2 separate regions of the Zea mays genome follow, and region 2 is linked to region 1. A link is a contact called in public Hi-C data. All regions are on one chromosome and are shown on one strand. The core of a region is the stretch at or near the end of the contact, and the rest is flanking DNA. Distances in the headings are between cores, read along the strand shown. Region 1 holds the start of LOC100304223. Region 2 holds the start of LOC100284194.

Region 1 (6,788 bases), core at 2,023-4,522:
AGCAGAGTCTTGGCTGCTCGAGCCAAGTCTTTTCCATTTGTCTTTTCTCTGATTCTAGCACTTAGACAAATATGTTAGTACACAAAAACCAATGTACTAAGTCTAGAATCATACCTTTGTATTGATTTACACTTTGTCCACCATTTGGCATAGATTAACACATAACCATTTGTGTTGGACACTTAATCACCAAAATACTTAGAAATGGCCCAAGGGCACATTTCCCTTTCAACTACGCTCATCATTACTCGCGCGTTACCAAGGAAGCAGCCGCAGCATATCAGTACTGCATGGACTACGGACAACATGGCGCCAGGAGATTGCTCAGGCGTACTCGCATTAGTTACTCCTATAATGTATTCCCTCCGTTTTGCTCCTGGGCCCACATGTCGGGGCTCAGCATCCTTGTACGTGCCCCCCTTTGAGCTATAAAAGTGAGGGCACACGACGTTACAAGGTAGATTCACTCAGACTCTCAGACTCACAAGTTCATACAAGCTCTCAAGCTCACAGTCTCAATACAATACACAGTGGAGTAGGGTATTACGCTCCGGTGGCCTGAACCACTCTAAACCCTTATGTGTTCTTGTGTTCATCCTGAATCCACCTAGCAGGCAAAACGCTTAGGCCCCCTCCTCATCTTAGGATTTAGGGCGGGTGCGTTCCGCCACCTGGCTGGAGAATTTCCTCTCCGACACCATGAAAAGGGGATCTACTAAGGAGGTTTTTCTGGCATCCCATGCCATTGGTATGTATATATATTGTCCCTATTAAGATAAAGTAGTTCAAAGCAAATACTATAGTTTTATGACAATGTATTTGGCTGTTTTCTTTTGAGTCATCATGGTTATTGGAAATTACACTTGGTGCTGGGAGCAGTTCACATGAAACAATGGAGCAGTCACATCCCCAACTTTGTAGGGTACTTCAAGCCTGGTCCGATGCATCAAAGATGATATCGGTATGTGTTTTGCTGTTGTCATTTGACTTCCGATCTTTATCTACACTTTCAGTGAAGTGAATCTGAACTGACCTTTTCTAGGCACTTGATTGTTCGGCTGTCACCATATTTGTTGGAGCAACTGATCTGGCCGAAACAGAGTTATCTTTGAAAGCCATGTGGGATGTGATTCATCCAAAGTCTGGTTCAAATGTAATGTTCTCCATTTACTGGTTATCGTATTTTGCAAGCTAATGTGATTCATCCAAAGTCTCGTTCTAATGTAATGTTTTGAAATCTAGATCTCTTAGTGGCTGTAGCCTTGGGAAGTATGGATGTGTAATCTCTTATGTTAGTTCGAGGAGGCTTACTGGTTTTGGTGGTAAGCTTGAAGTTTGCCGATTAATATGAGCTTAGCCTCAAAAAGCTACCATAACCTACATGTTATTTCCTGTGTTACTTTATTTGTGATTAGGTGAGTGCTCGTACGTTGCAACGGAAATATATATCACGATAACTTATAACAGTATAACACGTTTATATATAAGTTATTATGATATATGTTCCCGTTGTACATACGGATACTCACCTAGTATAAACTGAAGTATATGATAAGCCTACACTGGATGTAAGCAGCACCTCATGTAGTTAGTACTTAAGAGTTGAGAACGGCGAGCAGGCAAGCAGTCCCACATGGTGCATTACTCGGCGACAAAGCTTCAATCACATCCTGGCATTCTTTGGCGAGTACGTACACGAGGTGATGCGACTTGCACTAGCATCCAGCAAAATCATTCATCTGGTACAGCCACGCAAGCTGGGTCTGGGTACGGTGTTCAGGTGTCCCGGCAGCAAAATATAAATTTGTGTTAAAAAAACTCGGTACGGGGTAAGACATAATCGGACATTGTATTAAGAAAAAACTTTCTCACTTTAGTCAAAAAAATCTTTGAATCCCTGCATCACCTATACACAATGACACCGTAGCCTATGTGAGAACGACCACGATCGAAGCCGAGTCTTAGACCTGCATTTTGGCATAGGACAAAGAAAGAATTTTTTTACCACAACTTGAAATTTTGCTCCCATGGGGCGTCAAACCTAGGACCTAAAAGAGTAGGGCTAGAAAATAAGCTCGAACTCGAAGCGACTCGACTTGGAACTGCTCGCGAGTATCGAACGAGCCGAGTCGGGCTAAGTTTTTGAGTTCGTTGGTGCAACGAGCCGAGCCGGCTCGTTCTGGGTCGCGAACTGCAACGAATTAATCAATCTACACATTGATGATTGATATTGAATAATTTTATAGATATTTGACTCATTCTTTAGCCTTTAATAATGGATATATGACCATTTATAATTTAGATTACTCATAATATTAAATAATAATTCTATATTTCATATTTATAGACTTAGCTAATTATATAGTGTAATATTATTTATCAAGTAGTAGCTCACGAACCGAGCCTCTTCTGCGACTCGTTGCATGGGCGAGCCGAGCTCGATCAGCTAGCGAGCCGTAACGAGCCGATCTCGGCTCGGCTCGTTTGCAGCCCTAACGAGGAGTGCTACTTAGACTATCTAATCTACTCGGTTAGAGGCTCTTTTTGCATTTGTGTTAAATAAAATATATAAATTCATCGCAAAGACATTATAAATAAAACATGTCAAGTTGTAGATGCGAATGTTAACACTATCTGCACCTGCTCATTGCTCAAGCAGGACAGGTCCCAGCAGCAGCAGTAGGAAGAGGAGGCAAATGCTATATTCTATTCTGGCAGATCCCGAGGCAGTCAGGCAGATGATGTTGATCGATCTTGGCGGCGGCAGCAGCAGCAACACCAACTGGTATATGTGAGTATGAGACAGAAGAAAAAAAAAAGGAGCGATGCGCATGCATGCACGGCCGCACAAAACGAGCACACCGCACCGGCAATGGGCGAGTCAGGTGCAGCAGCAGCATGGCCATGCTGCGTTTTGGTTTGTGGGTACCGCAGAGCAGAGTATGGGGGAGAGCACTCGCTCTCGTGCGTGCGTGATCTAATGCTGCTCGCCGTCGGCAAAACTTTCAAGGAGAGGGGGAAAAAGAATAGAGACGGCGGTTGACGGCCATCCATGGCAAACTGGCAATGCCCGCAGCCCTCACTGCACCTAATTTCTGTAGAGATCTCCATTGAACTCCAGCTCTAATTTCTTCATATTTAGCTCCTCCTATCCTGATCCTGGATAAAAGTTTTCTATGTCTTTTATGTGAAATAAATCGATTCCTGTAAAAATTTCTATATGATTCATGTAAAATTCAGGCTAAAACCCTACTCTACGCCTCTACCTGTTGCGCTGCCATTGGCGACAGAGGGAGGCGTCAAACAAGACTCCTTTTTTTTTTAAACTTTGTTGTTAAAGCTTGTTTCGGAGTGAGTTCCGTCTTCTCCTTCTTCTTGTTCCCTTCCACGGTTCCACCCCCGCACGACCGCACCACTCCACCACCACCCTCTCCTCCTCCCTTCGCCTCGGTGTGGGGCCCGACTCCCGAGCCAGCATTCCGTCAACGCCGCTCCGTCCCGCTCGACTCGACCACTCAAACCTTCTGGTGGGGCGCTCCTTCGGAGCGAGGGGAAGGAGCTCATGAAAGCCAAGCGAGGAGGTCCATGACGACCGGAGGCCGCCGATGGAATGGCAGATCCCGTCGACATCGACAAGGTCCATTTTTTTCTCACTCGTTTCTACAGCCGCCGCCTCTTGCGCTTTTGTTGCTTTTTTTTCTCTCTCTTTCTTTCTCGCCCCCCCCTCCCCCCTCCCCCAACGCACTTGCTGCGGCGATGTGGGCGAAGACTGTAGAGCTACAGTTCCTAGGACGCACTGGGCGTAACCAGGGGGGGGGGGGGGGGGGGGGGCAGCTCTATGCTCAAGTCAGCTGGCCGAGGCATGGCAGCTCAGCTTCTCTTCCGACCTCCGTTTCGCCCGGACTAATACTCAATAAGCCCATGCCCGGGACGGCGAGACGCACCGCACAGCCCCGGGTTCGGTGGTCCCCATCCAACCCACGCCTGGAACGACCGGCGTGCCGCCTGCCGCGCCTGGTGGGGGAGTGCGTGAGCCCTGAGGTTTGGGTCCGAGATTTTGGGGGGAAATGCAGAGTTTGCTTTCAAACCTTCGTTAAACTGCTTGCTTGGTTCAGTGCTGGCATTCCCTTTGTAAGGATTAGTCACCTTGTTGTGTCCAACAACTTCCATTGTCTTCATATACCGATATACCCCTGTTTCCTCTGTCGTATTACGGCGGCGGTATCTCCTATCCCTGTAACCGATCCATATTATCCTCGATGTTTTTGGATACTCAAATCCTAGAGGATAGCCAAACATATTACACTGCAGCTGTTGCTTTCCATGTTAGCATAAACTGACATGAGACCAGAATATAATGAAAAGAGAACGAGATAATTGGATTTTGCCACTCACAATGTTGTCTTCTTGTTATAATTACCACTGTGTCTATAAATTGTGGGTCCAGCTAGGTCTATGAAATGTGGGTCTGATGGCAATTTTACAAACCTGTTTCTTCTGATGGCAAATATCAGAATCTCTCTGAAAAGAACGATGCCATGGTACAAATAATTCCGTTGATTAGTCTTGTTTTCAGGGAAGAGGCCAGGAAGCATCCTGGAACTTCCCAGTAGCATTGGTGCAATCAGCCAGTTGTGTATTAAGAAACACGTTTCTCGGAGATGTCCTCGAATTCCAACGCGTAGAAATAATCTATGCTCATAACTGTTCTTCACAACTGTCTGTTCTTGCTTCCCCATGAATTCTGCAGGCACTTGTTGCTCTAAAGAAAGGCACTCAACTCCTTAAATATGGTCGCAAAGGAAAGCCTAAATTCATTCCCTTCAGACTATCGAATGTAAGTTCTCTGCACCACTCTAGATTGATTATGGTTCTGAAAATGATTTTCTTTCACCGGTACATGTGGATCTGTTACATTACTTTTATATGTAAATCTTAGCCTTTAACTGTCCATGGCACTGCATAATTTTGCCTGAAACCAATCAAACCATGTTAGTAGAAATGGCAGTAATTGAAGAATTTTATGAATCAGAATCGTCAGGGATACATATGCTCCTTCAGCAGTTACTGTCTGTACTTATATAAATTCCTTTTCTTCTCTCGACAGGATGAATCGACTCTTGTTTGGGTTTCAAATAACAAAGATAAAAGTTTGAAACTAGCTTCTGTGTCTAGGATTCTCTCAGGCCAAAGAACGGTAAGGGCGTTTTGGAAAAAAAAACGGAAAGGTTTTTTGGGGTCCATTTTAACTTATTTTCCTGAAAAAAACTAACTGTTAACATGCATTTCTGTTCAGCTGGTTTTTCAACGTTTTCTGCTCCCCGAGAAGGACCATTTATCCTTCTCCCTCATATATAATGATGGCAAGCGGTCTCTCGATCTGGTATTATAATGAGATTCAGTTTGATTTCTTGCTTCTCTTTCATTTCTGATTAAATGGCATGTACTCATGTCCTATCCCATTTCAAAGATCTGCAAGAATAAAGTCGAGGCGGAGGCTTGGTTTACTGGTCTTAGTGCCTTGATATGTCGAGGACAGCATGGATCCCAGGTCCAACATATAGATGGAATCCGGATCGCTGGACTTCCTTTTGATGTAAGCTCTTATGCTTAAACAAAGTTCACTGTTACCCACATTTTTCTGATTAATATTTAGTTATTTTCATAGTCTATATTTCACATCACTACCTGACTCATTGCTTCTTATCAGTATGTTCTGATATCTTGATGTTGATTTTTTGCTGCTCAAATTTGTCACACGCTATTCTTGTAGCTATATACGGCATTCAATAATTAGAACCAGAATGATCTCGACAAATGCCTGATCAGTAACCAAAGTGGAGCCATGGTGTAAGTGACTGTCCAATGGAGCTTTTGCTTGATTATCTTTTGACCTCATTGCAGCTTTTGCCGTTGAGGTTCTTGGTTATTAGCCACTACCTACATCCATCTTTATTTGTTGGAGGTGGTTTTATCTGTTATTGCTAGAGTTTAACAGGCAACTTAAAATGGCAGGTTAAATCCACTTTTAGGCAATCTTGTGGCTTGTAGCACATTGCAGATATCTCATCATGTTACTTTTCTAATTACATTTGGTCCATGTATTATAATCATGTGCAATAGATAAATCACAGTACTTACATCTTGGAATGCAACAATTCTAATAATCTTCATATCAATTTGTTGCAGGGTGCAAGAGAAAGTAGCCTAAGTGGTAGCTCTACTTTCACTTCGGATTCCTTTGAGAATAAGCTGAGCTCGGTAAACTCTTCCAAGGATCGTTCTTCGGGAGAATATACATATTCAGAAAGGACTGATGTGTCGGATATGCAAGTGAAAAGTGTTTCTTCTTCAGACATTCGAATCAGTGTTTCCAGTGCCCTTAGCACATCCAGCCATGGCTCTGGAGGTGAAGATTCCGAATCGTTTGGAGATATTTATGTATGGGGGGAAGTCATCTGTGATACCATCTCAAGATCAGGGTCTGATAGAAGTGCTTACTCTCCTGGCACAACTACAGATGTTCTTGTACCAAAGCCCCTAGAGTCAAATGTAATGCTCGATGTGAGTTATGTGGCTTGTGGCGTGAAACACGCTGCCCTTGTTACAAGACAGGCAGAGGTATTTACGTGGGGAGAAGAATGCAGCGGTCGTCTCGGTCATGGCATTGGAACAAATGTTTTCCAGCCACGTCTTGTTGAGTCACTATCGACCTGCAATGTCGAACTAATTGCCTGTGGTGAATTCCACACTTGCGCTGTCACTGCAACTGGTGATCTCTACACCTG
Region 2 (7,046 bases), core at 637-3,136, 220 kb before region 1:
CTTCAAATCACACAAAACATAGCATTGATTCTACAAAACTGTGGAAAAAATCATGACTTCAAATCTAATTGTTCAATACACAATACTTAATATTTGAATCTAGACCCACGTGTCATATATTAGCGGGTTCCCCATCGGGTAGCGGGTATGGGGCAACATAGAACATACTCACGCCCACCGTACCCGATGGGCATAACAAATGACCCAATAAAATACCCATGGGTATCAAAATCCGTCATACCCGTGCCCTAATAGAGTTTTTACCCATCGGGTTTCGGGTGTCCATTGCCATCCCTCGAGTGGTTATGGATCACGATGTAAATGCTTCTTCATAAAATGTTAGGGTTCTAATTAAATTTTAGTTTAAAAATAAATAGAAACAGAGTCTGATCGTAATCCGATCTTTAAATTTTATAGTGTAAGAGCATCTCCAATAAATCCTAATAATACTAATTCTAATCCTTAATTTGGGAAAATGCGAAAACTCTCATCCAACGGATCCCTGTCAGCTCTCTGTATCCTTCCGCACACGAAAAGAACCTCCTTCACTGCGTAAACCTTTGCGCGCCGTTTTGTGCTCCCAATCTTCGGCCCGAGCTCAGCCGTGCGACATCTCTAGCTCCTGCTCACGCCGCGGGGGAGTAGAGGGAGAAGCGTGGCAACCTACCGCGGTCGGCGACAATGATGCGGACAACGGAGATGTGAGAGAGTTGATAGAGAAGCGTGCGACGCGGGGGCATCTCTAGCTCACCCTGCAGCGAGCAGTGGCCCATCTTGGCCAACTTCTCATTGACGGCGGGCTAGCTAAAACCTTCTTCACGATGGAGGCTGCACCCCACGCCGACCACGCTCCTTGGTGAAGGCAAACGAAGAGCTCGTGAATTACCAAGTTTATCGGTTTTTTAGGAAATTAAAGGGATATGTTGGAGTCCAATATTTTTTTAAGGAGCAAAGACATTTAAGGTCATCCCAATTATTGTTTATTGGAAGATATATTTTTAGAAACGGTTGAAGGTACTCTAAAATTTAGAGCCCCATTGTCACCGGCTGTAACTGAATACTTACTGGACCGGTCTAGCAGAGCTCACTATTCCAACCGGGCTTGCCACAATCAGCTGGTTAAATGCATCAATTTGTAAGAGAGGAGATAGTGACAAACACACCACGAGTGTAACAATGGAAATGTTTAATGTTATCTTTTGTGAAACAATCCTAGTATACTTTCATTGTTAAAATTATAATTATACAATAAATCTTGGCTTTTCTTTTCAATATGGAGCCAAATCTTGGCACAAGTGTCAACAACACACATTAACATTAAACATAAAAATGGTACTTTGACACATTGTCTGGGTGGTGTAGTTGGTTATCACGTTAGTCTCACACACTAAAGGTCCCCAGTTCGAACCTGGGCTCAGACATTTTTTTTGTTTATTTGTTGCCTCCTTTAATCCCTGTTTGTATTTAACTTTTTTGCCTTTTAATCTAATCCCTGTCGTCTAGCTAAGTAGCTAGTACACATTTTATCCTTCTGCTGGTTCTGCATGTTACAAAAATTGCATCTAGCAGATAGTAGAAACAAAACAAGATGAGTTTCAAGTGTTCACCAAGTAAAAGAAAGATAAACCGGAATATATATAACTTACCCTAACACATTTAAGTAATTTAAGGATCAATTAAACTTTAAGAAATACATATAAGTTATCTTTTAAAATATCTCAATGTAAAAAAAATAGAAGTCCTAAAATCCAATCAGATCAAAAAAGTGCTTTGAATATCTTGTTTATATAGCTTAGAAAAACATGAAACTAGTTTCAACTTACCTCAGGCGAGCCAATGTTTATTACTTCTGCGGGTGCAAGTGGGCCCACTTCAGTTGGAGCTCGGAACGAATCGAGCCGGGGCCCACTTCGATCGAAACGAGATGGCTCCGGGGAAGCGAGGCAAGGCCAAAGGGGCGGCGCCGCCGCCGCCCACCGCGGCGGCGAGTACCGGAGCTGTAGGGTTCCCTGGCTGCCTCCGCCTGATGCCGCCGTCGACCGTGGCCATATCTATACACGCCAAGCCCGGCTCCAAGGTCGCCACCATCACAGGTACAGGTCCGGTCTGTCTCACTGCCCCCTTCTAGCGCCTCCATCTCGGCTGTCACGGGGGTCTGTTCCTCTTTCTCCTTGCTCAAACGATGACGCGCGCGGGGGGGATTCTGCAGAGATTGGGGACGAGGCGGTGGGCGTGCAGATCGACGCGCCGGCGAGGGATGGCGAAGCCAACGCCGCGCTTGTCGACTTTATCAGCTCGGTGAGTAGTTCATTCATCGCCCATTTACTAAAACATTTTATCAGTACGAATTTGCTTGTATTTGCGTAATAGTGTATAGTCTACAGTACAGCTCGATACTCCCTAGCCTGATTGCATAAACTTTAGAAGGAAGCTACTAGAAATTATCCAACTCTGATGAGTAAACCAACTTCATAAAGCGCTGGGAATAGCAACTTAAACAGTTCAATCTAACCCCCAGGAATGACATAAAACTTAAGAACCCTCTGGTTTGGAAATTTCAATCGGAAAGCCGGGACACAGAAATGTTACATGACTGATTTTCTGATGTTGCTCATTTGCTGGAACCAATCTGCGTCTTTAATCTACACCGGTGATTGTAGAGCACGAGAGTAGCTTGGTTTACTTTTTTGGTGCTTGATTTTTGCATTGCTTATTGCAATGATGTACTCCCTCAGTCCCAAAATAGTAGTCATTTTAGACTAAACATACATTCATGTGCTGAATTTTAGAGCATGGTAAACTATGGTTTGCACCATGCCACCAACGGAATGTTGAATTGTTGTTTAAGCTTATTAAGCATGTTGAAAAGGCAAATTTGTCTAGCAAATTGTTTGAACCATTGCTGGTCTTGAGTCTTTTTTTTGGGGGAGGGGGGGCAGCAAAAATTGAGATGTAATCCGTAGAGAGAAATAAGTTAGATGCACGTTAAAACATAGATTAAGTTTTTCATTTGTAAAGAAAAGGTTTGTTTGGTGTGTTTTTTAACAGGATTCTTTAGCCAGTCTTCTGATGAGGTTGCTTCCTGCCTCCACCATATTTTTTTGCTTCTCTTTCTGAATAATGGCCCAAGAGTCCATCCAAAAACAGCAAAGGAAGAATATCGTTAAAGCAAATTTCATTTCTGGATCTCCACAGAGCCCATAAAACCACGCGACAACCAACAATAATCATGTTTTTATCACTCTTATTAAAGGTACCCAACAAATCTCCAAACATTTTATCAATGTTTTTTGGCATGTCAAACGAATTTAATGCCAATATTGATCACGCACCAAGTGAAAACAGCCACCTGACACTCAAAAAAGATATGATCTGTTCATTCTGTATGGCCACACCAGGGACAGCCAGTACCCCCCCCCCGCCCATTTCTGACCTTCAAGTTCACCTTTGGACAGGACCCTATTTTTCATAATAAGGCACAAAAAGACTTTGATCCTCTGAGGGATCTTATCCTTCGAAATCATCCTGTAGGGGCTTTTTCCAGGTTACATCTGCATATATTGTAAACAGATCTAACAGCCAAACCTTTTTTTGTTTAACATCCAAACCGCTTTGTCTTTCGAAGCAGAAAGACAAAATCTGTTACAAATCCGTTCCAATTCTTCAAGGCTCTGGGCCCCTTCTCCAACTAACCTTCTTCTGAAGGTTAAGGAGTTAAAGTTGGACACCAAAACCGAATTAACATTTACCTCTTTATTCAGAGAGGTTTGTTTAAAGTTAACAATGAACATGGAAACAACATCTTAAGTTCATTGTTAACAAAAAAAAAGGCAGAAAGAAAACCTGAGCTAGATATGGTTATAAACTAGGAGTCTAGGATAATCCAAATGTATCTTTTTTGACCCAGTATACGACTCATCTGACATCTTCTTTCTCTTCCCTGTCGTAATAATTTCTGCAAACCCCCGTGAGATATGCAGGTACTTGGGGTGAAGAAAAGAGAAGTGTCTATAGGCTCGGGTTCTAAATCGAGGGAAAAGGTTGTGCTGGTACAAGATGCGACTCTTGAAGGTGTCTACGATGCTCTGAAGAAGTCTTGTAATTGTGCATGAGGTATGTACGTTAATCCTGGAGTTAACTTGAATGGGCAGGGCATGTGAATGCTTTTCTGATACGTAACCTATTTGCGATGTGATCCTGTTCCAGCTTGCAAACACAAGTTAGAAAATGAAGTGAGACGAGGCTGAATTGTTCGTTCTTGGTTGATTTTGTGACAAGTGGATCACGGGGGATCGAAGGGAATTGAGGGGGAAATGAACTAATTTTCCCCTCAATCCTCTCCGATCCTCCCGTGATCCCTGGTCATCAAATCAGCTCTAAGCTGTCAGAATAATAATGCATATATGTCAATGCGATGATGGTATAGGGAATGCAGATGCACCAGACATTACTGAACCTTGGTTTGTATGGCTATCTGCATTGCACCCGTGGAGACACGTACGTGCTGACACGTTGCTCGAGTGCAAACTCATCCGAACCGAACGTGCCTACAGCACTTGCGTACGTGAGCCGCCTCACAAACTTTTTGACGACCGGCTCGATGCAAGTGCAATTTGCCGCTAGTAGTGTATCTGCAAGAAAAAGTCGGTTAAACAACTGGAAGGCTACGATTGCAATTTGCAAGGGAAAAGGTCGCAAAGCTGGCTGCTGTGCTCCAGCAAAACAGCCGAAAGAATTTGTTTCCACGCAATGATGGGAATGCTAACGTAAATGATGGGCTCAATCACCATTACAGTAGATGTGAAAACGTAAAAGAAGTGACGGCTCAATACCGTAAGAAAGTTCCATGAGAAAAACGGTAAAGGCCGCTATTTCTATCTATATATTAAAGATGAATGGGGGGATGAATCTGGCTTGTTTGATAATGAATACTCCCTCCGTTTCTTTTTATTTATCGCTGACGACAAATAAAAAGAAACGGAGGGAGTAATGATGAGGGTGAAGAGAAAGTGGATTATGATGGGATTGATGATGATTTGTTATGTTCCGAGGAGACATAAGACTTTGCTAAAAAAAGTAGGTGGTCTAATGAATGATTCTCAAAACGGTGAGAATGAAACAAAGGAAGAAGGAGCACTGAAAGATGGCTTTCAGGTGGTTAAAAATAGAAAGGGCAAAGGTAAAATAGGTGAACAAGCAGATGGTGTTAGGAGAAGCTCGAGGCTAGAAGCTTATGAAGACATCAAGGTGTTGGATATGGCGATTTCTAGGGCGGAGGCTAAAGACGCATTCATCCACTCAGCTAACCCGTACTCTGTTTCAAATACTGATGACTCTACTTTATGTGAGATTGCTGCATCTTTAAATATCTCGTTTGGATGCAATGAAATTGAGAAATCTGAGAGCCTTAGTTTGATTAGATCCGTCGAAAAAGGCAGGTCTAGCCTGCTGCTACAATCGGTGACTAGGAGAAATGCCTGTGAGTCAGGACGAGGGCAATGAACTTTTAGACAACAGGTTAAGAGAGATAATGTACAGCGGGTCTGAACAAGTCAACAAAAAAATCGCCCATAAGAAAAAGAAACAGAAAAAAAGCCCCCCAAAAGTTAGAAATGCTCCTAATAAGGGGAGGGACAGCAACCTGAAGTTACATGTCACCCCATAGTTTCATCATGAAAGGTGTATCTTGGAACTGTCGGGGGCTGAGAAATCCCGAAAAGTTTCATTTCCTTAAAGAAATCATTAAGGATGAGAACTTAAATTTATTAGTCTACAAGAGACTAATAAAAAGAGTTTTTTCACCAATTGATTGGATTTGATCAGTGGGAACAAGACCTTCTTGTGGGTTCACTGAAAAATTGATTGGATTTTTTCAGACAGGGTTTATTAAATGCAGATTTATTTTGGACAGCATTGTTTCGTTACATGAAATCATTCACGAGGTTAAAAAACACAATCGAAGTGGGATCATGATCAAAATTGACTTTGAAAAGGCGTATGACAAAGTTAAATGGAACTTTCTTCTTCAAATGCTAGAAAAAAGGTTTCAGCAATAAATGATGTGACTAGGTGATGAAGACAGTGAGGGGGTGGGGGGAGGTTGCAATTCGAACTAATAATCTTATTGGGCCTTACTTCTCTACCCATAAAGGGGGAGACAAGGGGACCCCCTCTCCTTTTCAACTCAGTGACTGATGGCCTTGCTGTTTTAGTAAAAAAAACTCATGATGAGGGGTTGCTCAGTGGGTTAATTCCTCACATAGTAGAGAGGACGATACGATTTTTCTTCTTTAAGATGATCTAGAAATGACTAGAAATTTGAAACTCATCCTTATTATGTTTGAGCAGATGTCTGGTTTCAAGATCAATTTTCACAAAAGCGAAGTATTTTGTTTTGGGGAGGCTGGAAACTTTGAAAACCTTTATATCGACATTTTTACTTGTCCCATAAAAACGCTCCCTATGAAATATTTAGAGTTGTCAATAGATAAGAAGAAATTGAGTAGAACCCAATGGGTAGGCATTGTAGAAAAACTTGAAAAAAGATTGAGACATGGAAAGGAAAAATTTTGAGTATGGAGGGAAGAATCACTTTGCTTAACAGCAGTCTTTCTAACGTTCCCCTTTACATGTTTGCCCTGTACTCTGTGCCGAAAATGGTCCTGAAAAAATAGATATTATTAGAAAGATATTGTTATGCAAGGGGGAAAGAGACCAAAAATACCATTTGGCTAGTTGGGATCTAGTAGGGTTGGGATCTAGTAGGGTGGACTCGAGGTGATTGACTTGAAATGTATGAACATCAGTTTGCTTGCCAAATGGATCTGGATACTTGAATCTTCAGAGGGCCTCTGGCAACAAATAATCGGAAGCAAGTATATCAAGGGAGATCCCCTCATTGTAGTTGGGAAAAAGCGAGACGATATTCAGTTTTGGAAAGGTTTAATGTGAAGGATATTTTCTACAAACTATGTAGGAAAGTCATTGGTAATGGAAAACAGACTAGTTTCTGGCTTGACACATGTTATCTAGGTTGTAAGACTTTT

Evidence for each region. Hi-C and Micro-C count contacts between places; a contact is called where the count stands out from the background.
Region 2: a contact with region 1 is called in a Hi-C map of ear, with 5 times the contacts expected there. The contact joins the promoter of LOC100284194 here to the promoter of LOC100304223 in region 1. A contact is called at or near these places in 19 of 25 Hi-C or Micro-C datasets (bundle sheath, ear, endosperm and 6 more) and 1 of 3 datasets of contacts at active chromatin or transcription factors (leaf).

The regions. Positions count from the first base shown.
Region 1 is chr2:25,468,365-25,475,152 of Zm-B73-REFERENCE-NAM-5.0, reverse strand. LOC100304223 reads left to right here and starts at 3,272. Exons shown (of 9, transcript NM_001361389.1): 1 at 3,272-3,637; 2 at 4,751-4,837; 3 at 5,108-5,197; 4 at 5,297-5,383; 5 at 5,471-5,596; 6 at 6,190-6,788. The coding sequence starts at 3,611.
Region 2 is chr2:25,684,186-25,691,231 of Zm-B73-REFERENCE-NAM-5.0, reverse strand. It overlaps LOC100284194, which reads left to right and starts at 1,886. Exons shown (of 4, transcript NM_001352049.1): 1 at 1,886-2,093; 2 at 2,210-2,298; 3 at 3,981-4,113; 4 at 4,207-4,493. The coding sequence starts at 1,925. The coding sequence ends at 4,112. TRNAV-CAC (transfer RNA valine (anticodon CAC)) reads left to right here and starts at 1,348; the gene lies at 1,348-1,421.